Linked DNA regions of Sus scrofa: all the other regions are linked to region 2. The links are chromatin contacts, called in public HiChIP or PLAC-seq maps. All regions are on one chromosome and are shown on one strand. Each heading gives the region's core, a stretch centred on a gene start, on an enhancer-like site or on the middle of the called end of the contact. The rest is flanking DNA. Distances are from core to core; before and after follow the strand shown.

What was found. HiChIP or PLAC-seq counts read pairs in DNA pulled down with a chosen protein or histone mark.
Region 1: a contact with region 2 is called in an H3K27ac HiChIP or PLAC-seq map of skeletal muscle, with 7 times the contacts expected there. The contact joins two enhancer-like sites. A contact is called at or near these places in 2 of 47 Hi-C or Micro-C datasets (embryonic fibroblasts and fetal skeletal muscle) and 1 of 2 datasets of contacts at active chromatin or transcription factors (skeletal muscle).
Region 3: an H3K27ac HiChIP or PLAC-seq map of skeletal muscle shows a contact between it and region 2. The contact joins two enhancer-like sites. A contact is called at or near these places in 6 of 47 Hi-C or Micro-C datasets (alveolar macrophages, embryonic fibroblasts, fetal skeletal muscle and 2 more) and 2 of 2 datasets of contacts at active chromatin or transcription factors (alveolar macrophages and skeletal muscle).
Region 4: a contact with region 2 is called in an H3K27ac HiChIP or PLAC-seq map of alveolar macrophages. The contact joins two enhancer-like sites. A contact is called at or near these places in 1 of 47 Hi-C or Micro-C datasets (embryonic fibroblasts) and 2 of 2 datasets of contacts at active chromatin or transcription factors (alveolar macrophages and skeletal muscle).

Annotation. Positions count from the first base shown.
Region 1 is chr10:41,851,456-41,856,509 of Sscrofa11.1, reverse strand. The region is part of intron 3 of ZNF438 (zinc finger protein 438); the gene reads left to right. Among named protein-coding and RNA genes, the nearest start is that of ZEB1, 160 kb to the left of the region's middle. Within about 2 kb of position 2,334, at least 52 of the 83 cell types and tissues checked have an H3K27ac peak or open chromatin away from gene starts, as enhancers often do. A contact at or near this core is called in fetal skeletal muscle and skeletal muscle, where this site is marked.
Region 2 is chr10:42,371,935-42,376,356 of Sscrofa11.1, reverse strand. No RefSeq gene overlaps it. Among named protein-coding and RNA genes, the nearest start is that of ARHGAP12, 200 kb to the left of the region's middle. Within about 2 kb of position 2,521, at least 51 of the 83 cell types and tissues checked have an H3K27ac peak or open chromatin away from gene starts, as enhancers often do. A contact at or near this core is called in alveolar macrophages, fetal skeletal muscle and skeletal muscle, where this site is marked.
Region 3 is chr10:41,782,366-41,787,215 of Sscrofa11.1, reverse strand. ZNF438 (zinc finger protein 438) reads left to right here. Exons shown (of 19, transcript XM_021064197.1): 8 at 2,217-2,325; 9 at 3,882-3,967. Among named protein-coding and RNA genes, the nearest start is that of ZEB1, 230 kb to the left of the region's middle. Within about 2 kb of position 1,600, at least 4 of the 83 cell types and tissues checked have an H3K27ac peak or open chromatin away from gene starts, as enhancers often do. A contact at or near this core is called in fetal skeletal muscle and skeletal muscle, where this site is marked.
Region 4 is chr10:41,496,967-41,501,737 of Sscrofa11.1, reverse strand. No RefSeq gene overlaps it. Among named protein-coding and RNA genes, the nearest start is that of SVIL, 320 kb to the right of the region's middle. Within about 2 kb of position 3,262, at least 16 of the 83 cell types and tissues checked have an H3K27ac peak or open chromatin away from gene starts, as enhancers often do. A contact at or near this core is called in alveolar macrophages, where this site is marked.

The DNA of each region.
Region 1 (5,054 bases), core at 1,085-3,584, 520 kb after region 2:
TAACTTGTATCTCAAAAATTTTTGTAGCTGTATAAATAGGATGTATACGCACTGGCCTTGAATTAAAGCGCTATGTCACAGAACAGGCTGAAAAAACAGATCCAGTCCAGGACCTACATTTTTCCGCTAAGGACTCCAAGACAGCAGCTTCGGAAACCGGAAACATCCAACGCAAGTCACAGATTAGAGACCTCATGCCCCTACCTATTAGCTGTGTGACCTTGGGTGGATTCTTTGACCTCAGAGCCTGTAAAAGAGGAATAACAATAGTACCCACTCAGAGGGATTTTGTGAGGATCAAATGCAAGAACAGGAAAGTCTCCGAGCTTCCTTTCCTGGACTTCATAACAGAGTTGGGCATGATTGCCACAGAGTAGAAAAAGACGAAAGTGGAAAACCCAAATTTATTTTTGTCTGAATAACTTGGACATGGGTTGACTGATTTTCCCTGTTGGTTTTAAGTCATGTTCCTCCAGTGCTGCCTCCTGGGCTGAGCTTCCGCATGATTCAAGCACCATTTTCAGTTTCAAAGGGCCTTAGATCAACAGAATCATCTCTAGATAACCGAGGATGGTGCCTCAGACTCTGACCCATGGGAGAAACTGGTGAAGGAGCTGCCGATGTTTAGCTGGGAGAAGACGCTGGGGAGACATTCGAGCTGCCTCCAAACAGCTGAAGGTTAATATCATGTAGGAGAAAAATTAGGTTTCTTCTACCTGGCTCCCTAAGTGGAGACAGATTTCAGCTTTATACACAGAAAACTTTTTTTTTTTTTTTTTTTTTAAAGAGATCAGATCATCAAGGAAAGATGCTATCTTCTAATGCAGGGAATTCCAGAGGGGTCCTGTCAGGGAATAGCTATTCACTCCCTGGGAGTCATCCAGGAAATTCTGCATCAGAAAAGGGCAGGATGATAAGCCCTTTCTTTCCAGGACACAGAGGCTGCAATGCAGGTAGCTGCACGGATGCAACCTTTTGTTGCAGGAACTCAAGGCCAGAACAGCCCTGGGAGGTGTAAAGCACACTGGAGCACACCAAATGGCACTTTCCTGCGAACTTGAACCTTCTACAACAAAAGAATGTCATGCCACTTGGGGCGGGGGTGCGAAGGGCCTTTAACTGCTGCAAAGGAAAACTTTCATAGTTTAGTGGATCATATTTTACAGGTTCCTGTGGACACAGGGGCCAAATGAAACTCAACCACGATCTCAGGCATCAAATTACACTTCACTTTTACCTTTTCCCCCTGTGATTCTGACATAAGTGATTAAAAATGAACCCAGACCTTTGACCTACCCATTTGGATTTGGGGTTGGGTTTTTTTTTTTTTTTTTTTTTTTCCTTTTTTCTATTCACCTGCAAACCTCCGCTGGTCCTTTTCTAGAGCCTTGGTCAACTGCTTTCAACAGCTAAACATTAAAGCCACCGGGTGAATAAACAGGAAGCTGGTGTTTAGGTGGGAGTTCCTAGGAATTTTATACCACTGACCACAGAGGCCAAGAGAGAAAGGAAATGGGAAAAACAGTGTAAATACCTGGGTGACTAATGACAGCACAGCTCAGCTGGCTTTTCTGAACACTTAACAGGAAGTCTCTTCCAGGGAAAACACCCTGAAAATTTTTAAGGACCCCGCGTGGCACCAAAAGGCCAGATCAGGGTGTTTGCACGAGGCTGGTGACGACGCAGAAAGACTGCCTATTTCTTCTAGACGCTGACTCTATTTGCATGCGTGGTGCACACGCTGGCTGAGCGCCTGGGCTCCAGGCCTGGGATTGCAAAGGATCGGAGGGCCACCCCCTTCCCGGTTCACACGGAGAGCGCCTAAGAGGATTTAGAATCAAGTGGGCACGTTTGCAAGCCTCGTTGTGAAGAGGCAGCTGGAGCGCGGCGGCCGGCCAGGCGCAGCCCCCCGCGCCCCGGGGCTGCATTGTCCTCCGAGGGGCCGCCGCCGGGGCTCCTTTGTGCGCGGGGCCGGCCCTCCCCGCCGGCCCGATCCCCTCGGGCCCCCTCTCCGCCCCCCCACGCAGACGGCTCCCTCCGGCCGCAGACCCGCCGGCTGCCGCGGTCCCCACGCGGAGGAGCGGGCAGGGCGGCGGGCGGGCCATCTGCACCGAGACTGACAGCGGCCCCGGAAGGTCAGCGCCCCCGCGATCGCCGCCTGAACAGCAGGCCACCCAGGCCTCCCAGCAACACAGGGACATCTGCTCCCCTTCATTTAGAGCCCGGGTTCCGATTTCACCAGAGCCCCCAGCTCCCCGCCGGCTCTGGGAGGGGGCCGGCAGGGGCCAAGCAGACGCGCCGCCCGTCCGCCCCCCACCAGTTCCCCAGATCTGGGGCCGAGCAGCTGAGTCCGGCGTGGCAGGGGCTGGGGGGGGGGTCGCCCACGTGACCCAAGTGACGTCGTGTAGTGCGGAGAAGCCAGGGCCGAGGGGGCGCGCGGGTGCATCCAGGGTCTGCGGGGGGATTGGACCGGACCCGGCCCTGCAAGGAGGAAGCTGGCAACCCGTGGCCCCCCCCTTCTCGGGACAGGCGGTTTGGAGGCTCTTGAACCTTTGCTGCGCAGAACCAGTGAATGCGCGGGAAAATTTGTTGCGAGAAGAGCGAGGAATCCAGCTTTACCTTTCTGCTGTTTTAAAGCCAGCAGACAAGGCCGGCATCGTCCCTGCACCGTAGACCTCCAGCCTTTTCTGTTTTCATCCAGAAGGATGAAAGAAAGACCTGCATTTCCGTTGAGTTTTCACCACTAGGTCTTCAGCTCCCTGAACACACACATTGCATCTTATTCATCATTTGCCTCCCCAGCCTCACACCAATGTTTGGACGCTAAATTAATGTGTGAAGGGGATGGGGGCTGGTTATTCCTGAGACCCTTGAGTGTAACTGCTGTCCTTTTTATTTGACAAAATCCATGACATCTGGAGAAGGAACTTGTGGATGCAGCGAGGTGTTGGTTCAGTGCTTTGCCTTCTCTTTCCTTCTTTCCTGCCCTTCTTCCCTTCATAGACATTTCATGGCCTGTGAACCAGATAGCAGTGGGTTAGACAGACTGGGAGGATAAAGAAACAGGACTCAAGGGGGGGCCAATTTGCCAGGGATGCTGTGTAGACGTAAACAGCTAACCAGGACTCTGGGTGATAAGAGCTGTTGACAGGAATTGAGGGTGGGGGGTCCTCAAAGCTACCTGTACAGGGGGAAGGCATCTAAGTAGAGGAAGCAGGGGCAGAAGCTCACCAGGAGAAGGTCCCTGCTGATGAGGGTGCCTCTGTTTGGATTCCCCCCAAATGGGTTTACCTCCTGTTCATTCTTTTTTTTGGGGGGGGGGGCACCCCACGGCATACGGAGTTCCCAGGCCAGGGATCAGATAGATCCGAGCCACAGTTGCAACCTATATCACAAGTGTGGCGGTGACAGATGCTTTATCCCACTGTGTGGGCCAGTGCTGAGACCTGAGTCCCAGCTCCAGAGATGCTGCAGATCCTGTTGTGCCCCAGTGGGAACTCCTCTCCTATTTATTCTTTAGGCCTCACATGAAGTATCACTTCTACGGTGATAAGATAAGGTCTTCCTATTTTATTTATTTATTTATTTTGTCTTTTGTCCTTTTTAGGGCCGCACCTGTGGCATATGGAGGTTCCCAGGGTAGGGGTAGAATAGGAGCTGTAGGCACCAGTCTATGCCACAGTCACACCAACGCCAGATCCTTAACCCACTGAGTGAGGCATGGATCGAACCCACAACCTCGTGGTTCCTAGTCAGATTCATTTCCTCTGTGCCATGACGGGAGCTCCCACATAAGGTCTTTCTATTCAGTGTTCCTGTAGCACCTGGCAGTTTTTTTTTTTTCTTCAATACTCATGACAGGTCCAATTGGGCAACATTCATCGTCCCTATTCCACTCTGAACTTCCAGAGGCAGAAACCACCTTTCTGTTCATGGACAGTCTCCACACTCAGCCCAGTGCCTGTCCCGTGGGGTTCCCTAAATATCTGGTGGCCTGATGAGTAATCAGACTTTCCTTAAGTTAATGCGAAACTGGTTCCTACAGTTTCTGTTTTGGATGTGAGGTCAGGCTGCGACCACTCCACTCCAGGTATCCCCCTTCCCCCCCACCGGGGGGAACCACCTGGAACAGAGTGGCCTTGATTCAGAATGTATTGTTTTGTGGTTTTTCTGCAGCTCGGTGATTTCAGAACTGTCTTCTGCAGAAACATGAGGCGTTAGATGCTCCTCAGAAAGGGACACCATCACGAAATATGTCTGAGGAAAGGAGTTGAGCCAAACAGGTTTCTGAACTGCAAGGATTTCACAGCCTTGGTTCACCTCGTGCAGGGTCCTCACCAGGAGCATCTAATAACACTTTGCAACCAGCGGGGGTGTGGATGAAATGAAATGGTGATTTTGCGGCACCATTTTCCCCACATCCTCCTGGGCCCCCGGAGGTGGAAGGACCAGCCACAGGGAGAGCTGAGCAGCAATAATTTGTGCCCATCTGGGCTCCTCTTTGCTACATCCTGTGACAGTTCCTTGTTTTTTGACGGTAAGGAGAGAATTATGATGTCAATGAAAGAGGCTGGCCTTGGTGGCTGGTGCTCTGTGACTTTGGAAGACTTCCTTAGCCTCTCTGTGCCTCAGGCACTTTATTTGTGATAAGAAATAAGAGTATTGAACTTACATGCTGTTGTTATAATTTTAAAAACTCTTGTATATACAGTTGACCCTTGAAAACCATGAGTTTAAACTACGAGGGCCCACTGAATTGCAAATTTTTTTTACAATAAATACAGTTAACTCGTGGTCATCAGTTGGTTGAGCCATGGATATGGAGGAACCACAGATAAAGAAGGCCCAGTGTAAAGCACACCCGGATTTTCCAGGAGGGTCAGGGCCCCAACCCCCTGGGTTGTTCACAGGTGACCTGTATTGAGAATTCTCATGATAGGCATACACTTGATTTAAATGCTAATAACTGATTAGTTAGACATTGAATATCCATCCAGCCTCTAATAGGCTAATGTAACTAGATAAGTTGCTAGTCAATAGAGCAGGTCACAGAG
Region 2 (4,422 bases), core at 1,272-3,771:
AGGAGAGGGCATCTCAGCCTCTAGCCTTGCTCAGGACAAGAACATCTGGAGCAGGGAATCTGCCGCTGTGTCAGTTAGACAGGATGGTGGAGGGAGTTCTCATGGTGGCTCAGTGGTCATGAACCTGACTAGGATCCATGAGGATGCGGGTTCAATCCCTGGCCTTGCTCAGTGGGTTAAGGATCCAGCGTTGCCCTGAGCAGTGAGGTTGCAGACACGTCTCAAGTCCTGCGTTGCTGTGGCTGTAGTGTAAGTGGCACCTGCAGCTCCGATTCTGATTTGACTGCTAGCCTGGGAACTTCCACATGCCGCAGGTATGGCCATAAAAAGAAAAAGGAAACAAACAAACAAACAACCCACCCCCAAACAAAAAAAAAAAAAAAAAACAAAGGGTGGTGGAGAAGGCCTTCTGCCTGGATCTTCAGACCAAAAGCCAAGAACCAGTGAGTGGGGCAGACCTGTCTGTCTTCTGATAGATGCCACAGAGGCTGGCTTGAGAATCCAACCTCAGGACTCAGGATTCCGCTGGGTTTTGAGGCTAGACGGGACACTGGCAGAACTCAGTTACTTTGCAGAGAGCAGCTAGCAGCTTAGACAAGAAAAGGAACCTGGTTTTCTCCAAGCTGTAGCAGAGCTCCCTTTTTCTGGGATGAATGACTCCCCTTTCTCCCCCATCCCTGACCCCCACATTTCTGTCAGCAAGCTGTGGTGGCTGAGCCCCATCTTCTTTACCCTTCTCAACCTCCTCTACCAATTCAACTTAGGGTCACTTGAATGTTGTATTAAAAAGACACCAGGCCTGGCACTGTGGGTTAAGGATCTGGCATTGTTGCAAATATGGTTTGGATCTGATCCCTGGCCCAGGAAACTCCATATGCTGCAGGGCGGCCAAAAAACAACAACAACAAAAAGGGAGTTCCCGCTGTGGCGCAGTGGGTGGATGATCTGGCTTGTCTCTGTGGAGGTGCCGGTTCAGTCCTTGGCTGGGTGCAGTGGGTTAAGAATCTGGTGCTGCTGCAGCTGCAGCGTAGGTTGCAGCTCTGGCTTGGATTTGATCCCTGGCCTGGGAACTTCCATATGCCACAGGTAGGGCTGAAAAAGAAAATAAAAACCAAAACCAATCAAAAAACTCCCAAAGAAACCAAATGGCTGTCCAGCCTTGGAGCCAGCACCAATTTGAACAGTATGGTCACAGTTTATAGTGTGACTGTACGACCCAGTTTGCCTGGAACCCTTTATCCTTGGGGTTTGGGCACAATTCCTAATAGTTTTCCTTGTCACTCTCATCAGTGTCCAGATTTATTCAATAAATGATAGGATCACTCTAACTTTTCATCTGTGACAAGATCCATTCTTTGGCTTATACTGACACCTGTAGGCTTGTGAAATGGCTTTGAAGAAAATGAACATGGAGAAGGCTTTCCCCATCCTCAGTCTCCAGGATTTCAGCTCACCTCCTGAATATACTGGGAACCTGAACTGTGGGGCATGTTCTAGAAAGAGGCCAAAGCAGGGAAACATTTCCACTTGAAGATGCTGTGTACCCTGCGGCCATGAGTTTCCAGGGTTCTAACATTTGGAGTAACGCTTTTTTTTTTTTTTTTTTTTTTTTTTTTGCTTCTTAGGGCTGTACCTGTGGCATATGGAAATTCCCAGGCTAGGGGGTGAATCGGAGCTGCAGCTGAAGCCTGTGCCACAGTCACAGCAACGTGAAATCTGCGCTGCATCTGTGACGTACACCACAGCTCACAGCAACATCAGATCCTTAACCCACTGAGCGAGGCCAGGGATCAAACCTGCATCGTCATGGATGCTAGTTGGGTTCGTTACTGCTGAGCCACAACCATCACTCTTGGAGTAATGTTTTGATCACTCCTGTTGTTGACAGGAATCAGCATCGGTTTCAGGTGTAAACAGGAGCCCACCTGGCTCTCTGAGCCATGACAGATGTTGCCTGGGTTGGGGGGCATGATGCTCAGGGCCGATGAGCCATGGGACTGTGGGCCTTCCCAGCTGGGGAGGCTTGGATGGAGAATTTAGGCAGGGCAGGGTCAAGGCCCCCAGGCTCATCTGTTGGAGATTAGGTGGTGACCCTGGTTCTCCTGGGACTAAGGAAACACCAACACTGGAGGGAGGTGTGAGCTGGGGTAGCCCAGGGCCTAATGTTCTCATCTCCTTCAGGTGCCATCAGACACCTGGATTCCAATCTGAACATCAAAAACAACACAAGACACTTAAAAAAGAATGAAATCCAGAGGTCACGAAGGCTCTGGGTGGACGAATTTGTGTGCTTGGCTGTCACAATGGTGGATTTGAGACAGATTAACGTGTGGGCTCCTGAGCCCAGCAGCAGCCCTGGGCCAGGGTGGATCGGTGGCTGGGGTGGGGGGGGACTCTTCCTGTCTTTCAGAGGGGCCCCTGTCCCTGCAGAGGCCACCCCCTCGTGCTGCCTCACGGCCCTGAGCCAAGGACTCTCCAGCCCAGAGAAGTGAAAATAGACGGTTGCCAAGATGAGAAAGGAGGCTTGAAAGCGTGTGGGCCCTACACGGTGGAGTAAATCAGGATGAGGAAGGGAAACACAGGATGTCTAACTTCCGGGTATTCTTGTAGGATTTTACTGGCGTTCTTGTGTTTGTCTCATTATCTTCAAGACGTTCAGGTTGGACATGTTCTATCCCTGGCAAGACAGAAACCTTGGACTTCGCCAGTTCTTTTCCAAAGGGCTTGCCCGGGATTCTTCCAGACTCTGTGAGAAAATCCCGACCGTGCCCCCTGACCTGCGTCTTGGGAATGTGGGGGCGGAGCGGGCTGCCTTCTGGCTGTCACTGGCTGAATGAACAGACCATAATGAGTCAATTCTCTGCCGTCTGCTATTTAAAACAACGGCTTCCTTCCTGTTTCCTACGCTGCTGACTGAAGCTTCTTCTGTGTTAGGGGGGGAAAAAAAAGAAACTCAGGGCGAAAGTGCGCCCTCGGAGACTGAATGAGCCATACATCTCGCCCGCAGTGGCACAAAAGCTCCTAAGTGTTTTATCTGTACAGATGGCTCTAATTTGGTGGCGCTGGCATGACTCTGTGAGCTAATTTCCCAAATACTTGGTTCATTAAAGTGGAAGAGAAAAAACAACCACCTTCTAAGCCAAGCGAGACTCCCCCCAAGAAACAGAAGTCCTGATTATTTAAGGGCAGGGTCGCTTTTGAGAAGGCAGGAGGGAGAGGGCAGACGTCCCTGGGCCCTGGGTGTTTGTCCCCCACCCCAGGGAAGTCCAGTCACCCCCTGGGAGTGAGCCTCCCCTCCCCACCCCATCCCTGAGGGACGAGTGTGGCCTCTGACAGTGGCCTGCAGTCTCCAGGATGCCAGGTGGGAGCCTAACTCTGGGCTTTTTCTCTGTTTCGCTGACCACGTGGAAGGCATGTTCGGCCAGCAAAGAGTTGAGTGGGGAGTTTAAGAGGCAAAGTAAGGAGGCAAAGCAGCTCCTGCTTTCCCGGGGGATGCTGCGCAGCTGCTGTTGGGGCTTATGGGCACAACTTGGTGGCTCTGGGGGTGACAAGGCAGCTTCCAGTGTGTTCAGAACACAGCATGGGGTATCCGACCTCGCCATCCTGCGGCAGGCACACTGGACCGCTGGACTGAACGCGGATGCCAGAGATGGGTGATCCCCACCCCCACTCAAAGAAGGTGTCATCTCCGCCGCCCCCCCCCCCCCCCCTTTAGGCAGGAACATAGAGAACTTATGAGGGTCTTCACTCTGCCCTGGAGGCGCTGTCCACAAAGGGAAAAGGACAGAAAACCTGTATAGGATGAGTTTAAGAAATGGGGAAAGTGTCGTCTCCCAAGCGCAGATACACTCTGTAAATAATCGCACATGTGAAGAAACCAGATGGGCGCCCTCCGCGCATGCGCACGTGCGGGCAGCATGCACGTGTGCACACGGGTGACCACCAAGGCTTTGAGGGTAGGCTGAAACCAGTTTGGGGAAACCCTGTTGGCCAAGAAAAGCCTAGAAAACTTTGTCAAATCTCAAAATATGTAAGAGGTGATTAGAGTGAAATAATCAGATATTTCCAAAGCACATGCTACATACTGTGTGGGGAAGGGCTGAGGGGGTGCTGATGAGGGGGTGGCCATGGGACTAGAGGCAAGATGGCCCTTACACTGAGGGAGGGACACATAGAGACACGTTTGGAGGCCCGGATGGAGCTTGAGCAGCTGAGGGTGGCAGGGAAGGCAGGAGTCAATGACCATCAGGCCCCCTGGGTGCTGAACATGGGGAGCAGCAGGGCCAGTGAGAGGAGGCAAGTTCAATGTCCTTGATTCGAGATTCGGCAGAGTCAGGCAACCTTGTAACCCTAGGGGATGGATGGACTGGGTGCCCGAGACAAGGAGTGTTCTTAGCAGTAAGGAGTGCTGGCCAGGAAGGA
Region 3 (4,850 bases), core at 351-2,850, 590 kb after region 2:
TTTCTGTTGTTTCAATTCTAGGTTCTGATATTTTTGTGGGTTGGGAGGAATGATTGGGCATTTAGGATCATGATCACAAAGGATTTTTTTTCGGTCATCCTCTCGCCATGGTCTAAAGCAGTAATGTAAACTCTGATAATGGAAATTATTTCACCACTGTTTTGCACCTTCGCTGCTATAACCCAAATTTTCATAATAAGGAGTGACTGATAGATATCCTTTTTACTGAAAAACAGTAGTTGTATAAACCTCAGGCTAAATTTGTTTGAGAAAATACTGTATTTTGCTGGATTATGTAGCCTGAAAGTGACCTAAAGTGCATTTTATTATCAGTTTATTTATCTTAGCCTATGTGGTTTCTGTGTGTGTGTGTGATACTCATGATTAATGGTGTCAAAACCCCACACAATTTTGAACACTACAAAAATAAAGAGGCAGTTTGATGATTATCATCTAATTTTAGAAGAAAATCATGGCACAGAATTGTCGTTTGCTTATATTAAGTATAGTCTCCATTACTACCTTGTATTTTCATCTTTCACTTTACCTCTGAATATAGATTCTTCTTTTCCTAAGTGTTCCTGAGCTATGATTTAAAGATAAGCAACTAAGAAATGCACGTAGTTTATAGGGTGTTAAGTGACAAGCAAGAGGATCTATTTCAGGAAATTAAAATGGCAACTTGAGGGATTTTACTTTTCTTTAAATTAGGTTTATTAAATACAAATTTTCTCATTTATATCAATTCCGTGATATTTCAAAACACTAGAAAGTTGTTAGTTTAAAACTTCACACAATTGATTTAAAGAAGAGATTTGTTTAAAGTTTTTCACCAACTCTCTAGAATGCCAGTCATAGTATAAAGTGCCAGACCCACTATCAATTTTGGGGAGGGGGGGCATGATCATAGAATGCAGAGGATCCTGGGGCTAAGGATCGAACCCATGCTACTACAGTGACAACACTGGCTCCATAACCCGCTGAGCCACTAGGGAACTCCAAGACTTATCTATTTTTAATATGGTGTCAGCAGCCCCTGTATTGTATGTCTTAAGAACTATTCAGTTTTCGGTACATTTCTTGATTGTTTTTTAAGGTTTTTTGTTTGATTTTTGTTGTTTCCTTTTTAAAATGTGGATGCTATTTTCATGGGGGAAAAATAATGCACAGACCAAAAGAAGAAAATTACATTGAGTCAATGTTAATGGAAATTGACTTCGGTTTTACAAAGGAACACTTTCGAGTTGTGAAGTTTTGAGTTTTGTCTTAGTTTCATCAAAATCTCTCAGATTTTTATGAACGCAATTGAAATCAGGAGATGATCCCAAAGGAGAGACTGGGGGGAGCGGTGAAAATAGACCATTTCAGTTGCACAGCAACATCTTTTCTGTTTTGAAAATAAATCTTTGCAGGTGTGTTTCCGATCTAGCTTTCTTGCTCAAGGAAGAATGTTTATCATTTTCTGAATTTACCAGCAATTGGTGTGCGCTGAGGGCTCATTTATTTCTTACAAAATGTCGCTAACTCACTCCTGTCCTCTTAAATTTAAAACAGCTGCTACCCACTGGCAGGATCTAAATCTTAACAGAGACAGAATTCCAGACTCCGTATGCCTGTATTACACTCTTGTTAATAACCATCTCTGTCTGTCAAGGTGACAGCGGGACAATGTGGGTCCTACACTCACATTTTCTCTGTCCCTGTGTAAAAAGCTAAAGCTTTTATTTTGTTAATAAAGACCTATGATTTAATTTAAAAAAACTCTTCTGATTATTGAAGCACTATAATTTGGTTTTGCTTGAAGCACTCTAACTTCCAATATTGTTTCCTTTCTCTGCAGTTATATTTTTAATATTATCTGGGAGTTAGGGTAGCTTATTTACTGAGAGAAAGTAGCAGAGGGATCCAAACTCAATGTTAAAAGGCAAGGCAAATTTGAGGAAAGAAACATAGTCTTTAAATTTTCAATTGTTTAGGATTTTATTTCCAGATTCCATTTTCATAATGTAGAATTTACAATCTCAACATTTATTTGGAAACAAGACAACAATTTCAACTTTTTCATGACCGCCTCACTGTTGAAAATAAGAGTTTTGACATAAGCTTCACCTGGATTCTCAGTCAAGGATACTCTTTTCATTTTTACCTTCTTTTGACCCGGTTGCCTTGCCCAAAAGCTATCATTTTGTTTTCCTTTCTCTTTGGTTTTCTTGCAGAACAACTGTTCAGTTTCTATAAAGATAAATTCATCTGTCTTGAAAAATGCTAAAGATTATTTTCATGCAGAAGATAAATCACTGGAAGAGACAGTAAAGAATTCAAAAGGTACTTCACGTTCTACCAGAGCGAAATCCAAATCTTTCTCCTCCGCAGTGAATTCATGGTTTCCTGGAAGATAAGATCTCATCCTGTTAAGGACTTCGTCTTAGAAAAGAAGAGAACATAATCTCTCAGGGGAACTGCAGGATCATAATTCCTAAAATCAAATATATCAATAAACACAGCTCTTACTTTAAAATAGTCAACCAAGTCTCCAGAACTTAGAGTGTAAAAAGTTGATGTCAAATTGTAATATCCTATAATAACATCAGTCTGTAAAAGAGAACAAATGATTGTTTAATTAGTTTAAAGTTTTATTCTCATAAATAAAATCCAAATGCTTGGTCATCATTCATATATTGTGAATGCCTTTTCTTAGTGATGAGACTTAACTTTGAAACTAATGTGCTGCTTTCCTGTGTGAGAAAGAAAGATAAAAAAATAAGCCTCTTGGGAATGGGAAGAAAATTTCCAGTCTCTCACCAGCCAATCTAATTTTTAATCATCTCTCTCTCTCTCTTTCTCTCCTCCTCCCTCCCTTGTTCTCTCTCTTGCTCTTTTTTCCCCCTGAAATCATCGTCATTTTCACCCCCTCATCCTGTTTTACAAATATAACTAATTTTGCAGAACTGAGGTTTGGATTTCATTTTTCACCTTGAAGTCTTTGCTTATATTTGTTCCCTGGCCAACGTGCTAGTCCAGAACTCAAAAAAGATTTTTAGAAAGTACAGACTCTGATAAAGAAGCTACATGATATTCTAGATATAAGATATCAGGAACAAAGTATAGCAAAAATTTCCTAATATTTAATGTTTTTTTTTACACTACACAACTTATCTTTGTATTTATTATTCATTCACCAAAAATGTACTGAAAATCTATAATCCAGTGAAGATGGCACAAGGATCTAGAATTTGGTTTCCACCTAGAAGAGATTACAACTTAGTAGGAGGGTCAAATAAGTTTCAAGATTAGATGATGGATTCTCACATCAAGGATTGCATGGTGCTAAGCAGAAACAGTGAGGCGACTTCCCAGAGGAGGTGCTATCCCATCCAAGGCAGAACAGAAGAGTAAAGCAGAAGGTAGGGAATTTATCCTTGGCAGAGAGGAGACCACAAGCAAGAAAGTGGGTGTGGGGAGTTTGGGGATGTAGATTTACATTGTCTGAAGGACACCGTCACTGGAGACAGAGGAAGCTGAGGACAAAGATGCACTGGAGCCAGCCCATGAGAGCCTTTGTACCCCAAATGAAGAGTTAATATTTTAGTCTATAGGCAAAGGGTTTTAAAGCAGAGAAATGGCATAATCAGCTTTGAGGTGATCAGAGAGAGACTCTTCTAAGATAGACACTGAAATCCTGGATTTTCATGCAGCAGTTCATCTGGAGCGTAATGTTGGGAATAGTACCTATAGGAGAGTGAAGGCAAGGAGGGAGGGGAAGAGGGTTGGGAGAGGGTGGAGGGAAGGAGGTGGGGAAGAGGGGCAGCATTGCATCCCATGGGGAGCTCTGGAGCTGAACTGGCCATTCAGAGGCGTCCCACACTGAACTGTCCCACCAGGTGCCCAGACCTGACTCACACCGAGAAGTCACTGGATGTGAGCTGTCCCAGGGAGCAACCAGGCTTGGACAGGCTGATTCCTGCAGGTGAGAGCAATTCCTGGTGAGGAACAGCGCTGTGATCTGTCACCAACCCACATGTCCGGCAGCTGGAGTGAGTGTCCCCATCCTGAAGTGGGATCTACGTGCTGTGTCACAGAATCCACCATGGGAGTTTATGGGCTTTTGCTGCTGTTAGGTTTTATTTATTTTTTTGCCTAACCCTGAATGTCATTCACTCAAAGTGGATCATAGTTCTAAATGCAAAAACTGAAACTATAAAACTTTCGGATGTTCCATGTTACCCAAGTCACAAGAACTATCACATTTAAATTTTTTGAAATGAAATCCAGTGTGACTTTGCTTCTACTCTAGAAAAGCAGAAAATGCTATCTATATATCTATCTATCCATCTATCCATCCATTTATCCATCCATCCATCTATCCATCTACCTACTTTCCTGGTTCCTTTTCATACCTTTGGGTTGTATACAGACCACAAAACAATGGGGAAGAGCCTCTGGTCTTCAGTGCCCTGTGGCTGCCACTCCTGGTCATCCTTGCCCATGGGCCTGTGTAATCCATTCACAGATACAGAGCCTCATGCCTCTGGATCAAGTGTGACCCCAGACACTCTGTAGAGAATCCTAACGTCTAGCTTCTGAGCACGCACACTCCTTGGGGCCCTGTGTAGAGTTGGGCCATTGATGGAACCTATAATTGACGTGAATCCCCTCTCCAACATCCCCCTTCTTGCCCCCCAACTGCCAGCCCCTCTTTCACCTTTGCAACTGTTCCCCAAGTATGGATGGCGGACCAGAAGCATCATCTGAGAACTGCTTTACAGTTTAAAATTTGTCAGGCAGCTCCCATGTGTAGTCAGGGCTGAGAATCACTGTTGTAGATTTCAGAACAAGGATGATGACAGAGC
Region 4 (4,771 bases), core at 2,013-4,512, 880 kb after region 2:
GGCACCCAGGGAGAGGCCTGGGAAGGGGTGGCCTTTGGGGCATCTTACCTAGGGAAGCTCAGAGAGCCAACAAGCATTTCTTTTGCCTCCTAAAATCACCAATGACTGGAGCAAAAGACAGATTTGGTCCAGCTGGTCATGCTTAACTGGGGGTCACTTGCTTTCCTAGGGTGAACCACCACCACTTCGGGTATGTGTGTGTGTGTATACAAGTTCAGATCATTGTCAGCGTGGTGCAGCGGTCTGGCCGCAATGCTGGGCACAGCATCCCACGATGCTCCTGTGGGCTTTCTTGTTCTAGGTCAATTTTCTGTTTGCTTCTTCACCCAGAGATCTTCCTGCTCACAGCAACTGGACAGGTTTCTGAGTCAACGTGGGAGTCTCTGAATGAGTCAGGGAGTGGGGTGGAGCCCTGAGGGAGAAAGGTCTGGAAATTAGGGCAAAATCAGAAGGCCTGTATCTTACAGCCCCTGGGGCCGGTCGCCAGGTTCTCTCCAAAGTGGCACGCAGCCTGGGACCTCCCCCCAGACCCCTGCCTCCCCTGCCTGCCCTGTGTGACCCACCCCCACCAGCCGGAGCTTCTGGCACCTTCCTGAACACACAGGAGGTTGATAGTCTACCAGGTGGACGGCAGTAGGCACCAGGCAGGCCATGCAGAGTAAAAATAGACCAGTGACCCCCCCCCCCCCCCCCGCAACACACACGGGTTGTTTTCTCCGGTGTCTCCCTGGCCGGATTTCCTGGGGAGTGGGAGTGTGAAAGCCCTGAGCATTTGTCACTTGCCTCAGGAAATCCTGGCTCCCCAGATGGCAGGGAGGACAAGCACCTCTGCAACGTCCGCCTCGGAGCTGGAGCCGGGCAGAGGCTCGTCAGAGGCCGGGGCTTGTCGTCCGGGGGTGGGGGGTGCTGGGGGGAGGGGCAGCGGCCTCTGGGGCCACTGGCCCATCTTAGGGGACGTGGTCAGCCATCACTTCAGAGCAGAGGGTGGCTCAGGGCCACTGACCAGCCTGGTGGGCGCTGGGTCTGCAGGTGCCACACGGCCCACCTGTTCCTCACCGCCTTCCTGTGATCCTTGCCCGCGTTTGCATCCCAACCTTCTTTCTCCCCCAGCCCGGCTCGTCTGTGGCCATCGATGCCAGGCCACTTGTCAGGACTCTGTGGGAGCCAGGGGAGGCCCTCCTGGGGGTCACGGGTGTGTGTGTGTGTGGGGGGGGGCTGTTGTTCTAGATGGATCTTCCCACACTGGCTGGGCGTGTGGGTCCCTTCGGCCCCACCCCCATGGGGACCAGCATTGCTGGGCCCCTGGAGCCTAACTCCTCCTGGGTCCCAACTCTGCTGACAGCTCCCTGGGGCCTGTATTCTATCCCCTTCCCCACCACAGGCCCCTCTCTTCTCCTGCCCCTCGTGGTCCCCTCTGGGCCTCTGGCTCTTATTCCCTCAGTGGCCACCCCTCCCATGGTCTTCCCTCTGTACAGTGGGACGTGAGCATGGCCTTGTCTGATGTAGGTCCTCGTTTGATGACAAGAGACCCTCACCTCAAATGCCCCCTTTATTGAATTCCCAGACACGTCAGTCCCAGACTCTGTCCCCGGGACCATGCTCCTCACCAGCGCTTTGTCAAACTACCCGCCTCCATGGGTCTAAACTAGGGGTGATGTGACCCCCTCAGGGGACAGCTGGCGACGTCTGGAGACCTTTTGGGTGCTTACAAGCGGGACAGTGCTGCTGGCCTGTTGGGTGGAGGCCAGGGCTGCTGCTGCTGAACCTCCCCGAATGCACATGGTGCCACCCCCCCCACCACCCCAGCAGAGGAGTATCTGACCCCAAATATCAGGAGTGACAAATAGTGAGAAGCCTGCCTTGAGTCTCCTCACTGGGGGCAGGTGATCCTCACAAATTGCCCAGGAGGGTGTGTGAAGGCAGATGGAAACCTGGAGTTCCCGTCATGGCTCAGTGGTAATGAACCTGACTAGTATCCATGAGGATGCAGGTTCCATCCCTGGCCTCTCTCAGTGGTTAAAGATCTGGCATTGCTGTGAGCTGTGGTGAAGGTCACAGATGCAGCTGGATCTGGTGTTGCTGTGGCTGTGGTGTAAACTGGCAGCTGCAGCTCCAATTCAGCCCTTAGCCCTGGAACCTCTGTATGCCACAGGTGCACCCCAAAAAGACAAAAAACAAACAAAAAACAGTAACGTTTTTTACATTCTGCTCTCTGTGCCCTTTGGCCAGTATTTCCTTCTGTGACACAGGGATGGTGGGTGGTGACGGCCAGCATCCCATTGCTTGTCATGGAGGATGCCCTGGATCCTTGTGGAAACCCAGCTGCATAGGGACCAGCGTGGACTCTCCTTTTTGGAAGATTAAATGGATGCCTAGAGGCACCAGGGAGGAGGCCGAGGGTGCCCACTCGTGGTGGAACTGGAATTTGCAAGCTCACCTGCTCACCTGGTCGCATCCCCTCGAGACAGTGTTTGCGAGAGCATCTGAAGACAGGAACAACGCTGCGAAGGCGATTGTGGTTCCCTAGCTGTGGCCCACCTGTGCCCCTGCCTCCCCTATCACCACACTGGGCTTGCTGCTGAGACTCAGTAAATACCCATAGGTGACTTCAAGGTGAGTTACTCTGGTGACTCAGAGAGGCTGTTGTGTGGCCAAGGGTATCACTAGACCTTGGAAAGTTCTAGATGCTGGGAAGCGTCTTTGTGGCTCCAGGGGTGTCTGGGACCTCGTGAGTAATGTCCACTCACAGCTCACACCGGCCTGACTGCTGTGTCTGAGGACCTTTAGCCCCCTGTCACTTGACCACGTGCTGTACTGACTCATGCTGCTGGCGAATGGAGTCAGGAACCATGGCCCGGACCAGTTTGCCTTGTGACAGCAGCTCTGTGGATGCAGCACAGCTCTGTCCCCTGCAGCAATACCACGTTCTCGGTTGGGAAAGATTTCCATCACCAGGGAGTGCTTGCCAAGTTCCCTGTGGGGGCCACGTCTGGGAGCCCAGCCTCCCACCATCAACCAAACCACAGTCCACCATTGCCTTCCTGTATTTAGAAGTCATTGTGACTTGTCTTTCGTGGCCTGGCCAGCTTTGGGGAACAAAGTTACTCATGGCCATCATTCCTTCCTCTCTCTTTTTCCATCTGGGGAGTGAGAGATTAAATTTGCAGATGAAAATCTCTTTCTAAGGACCTCCTCTGAAAAGACTGTTGAGCTCAGCCATGGTTCCTCCTCCACGCTGGGCATTAATGCCCACGTGACCCATGACATTGACACAATGCTCAGCAACGCACAGGAAGCAGCATAACATTTCTGGTGGAAAAAACATCAGCCCAGGAAGATAACATATTGCCTGCTCTCCTGCAAATAAAACGGGGCTCTATCAGCTTCTCTGCCTATGAATGATGACCAATTTATCAAGTATACGCTGAGTAATGATTTGCCATATGGGGGCAGCAGCTCTTATGATAAAGTGTCTCTGCTCTAGCTGCATTATAATAAACACCATCCAATTTACGGCGTTAGGAAGCAGAAGCATTTCTCAGCCATGTGTCACCATTATCTAGAATGAGCCATAAAATCCGGGCTGTTCCGTATCCTCTGGCTGCAAACATCCAACGATTCATATTCTTGTAAGACTGTCTTGATCACCAGCCCAATTTAGAAATGAGTTGTTCAATATGATGATTAAATTCCAGAGCTGCAACTTGCCGTGGCCCCACACGATGGCCCAATGTGACAAACCGCAGACCACTTCTCAGGCGGAAGGAACTGGTGAAGGCACTGGGGACTTGGGGTGAATTTCAAATGAGGTTCCTTTACCTGAGGCGGATGCTGCCATCTTGCCTGGCCGAGCAGAGAAAGATGAGTCACTGACGTTTTCCTGCATCCAATACCATGGCTGTCCCCTGGGCCTGAGTCAGTCCACAGACCCTTCACCTTGACAGATGGCAGAGTCTCAGCCCTTCTTCCCTAGCTCGGGGAAGCCCTGCCAAGCTGGGGACATGGGGTGAGGCCTAGGAGATACAAAGCTTGGAGTGAACCCCTGCCACGTCCAAGGTCAGTGCTACCAACAACCGGGTGGAAAGAGTGACAAGTCACGGGGACATTATCACTGACTAATAGGTTATGTAATTTTCTTTTTTATTAAAGTATAGTTGATTTATAATATCGTGTCAATTTCTGCTATACAACAAAGTGACCCAGTCCTACATATGTATACATTCTTTTTCTTATCTTCCGCCATGGTCTACCCCAAAAGACTGGACATAGTTTGTGGTACAGTAGGACCTCATTGCTTATCCATTCTAAATGGAATACATAGGTTATTTTAAACACATGGGCAGTTCCCACTGTGGCTTAGCTGGCTAAGAGCCCGACTCGTGTCCATGAGGATGCATGTTTGATCCTTGGCCTCGCTCACTGTGTTAAGGGTCCGGCTTTGCCACAAGCTGCGTTGTAGGTCGCAGATGCGGCTCAGATCCAGCATTGCCATGGCTGTGGTGTAGGCCAGCAGCTGCAGCTCTGACTCGACTCCGAGCCCAGGTACATCCATGTGCCGCAGGTGTAGCCCTAAAAGGAAAATAAATAAATGATAAATAAATACATGGGCAGGGCTGCACTCAAAGCTGTCGTCCCTGCTGTGTCAGCAATATAGCCTGGTGTCATTATTTAGTTTGCAAACCCTAATTCATCCTTCAGTTCACATTTAAACCTGCCCTGCATGTCCTTGGTCATTTCAGAAGCGCTGTCTTTTGTGTGTCACGTAGGCTCC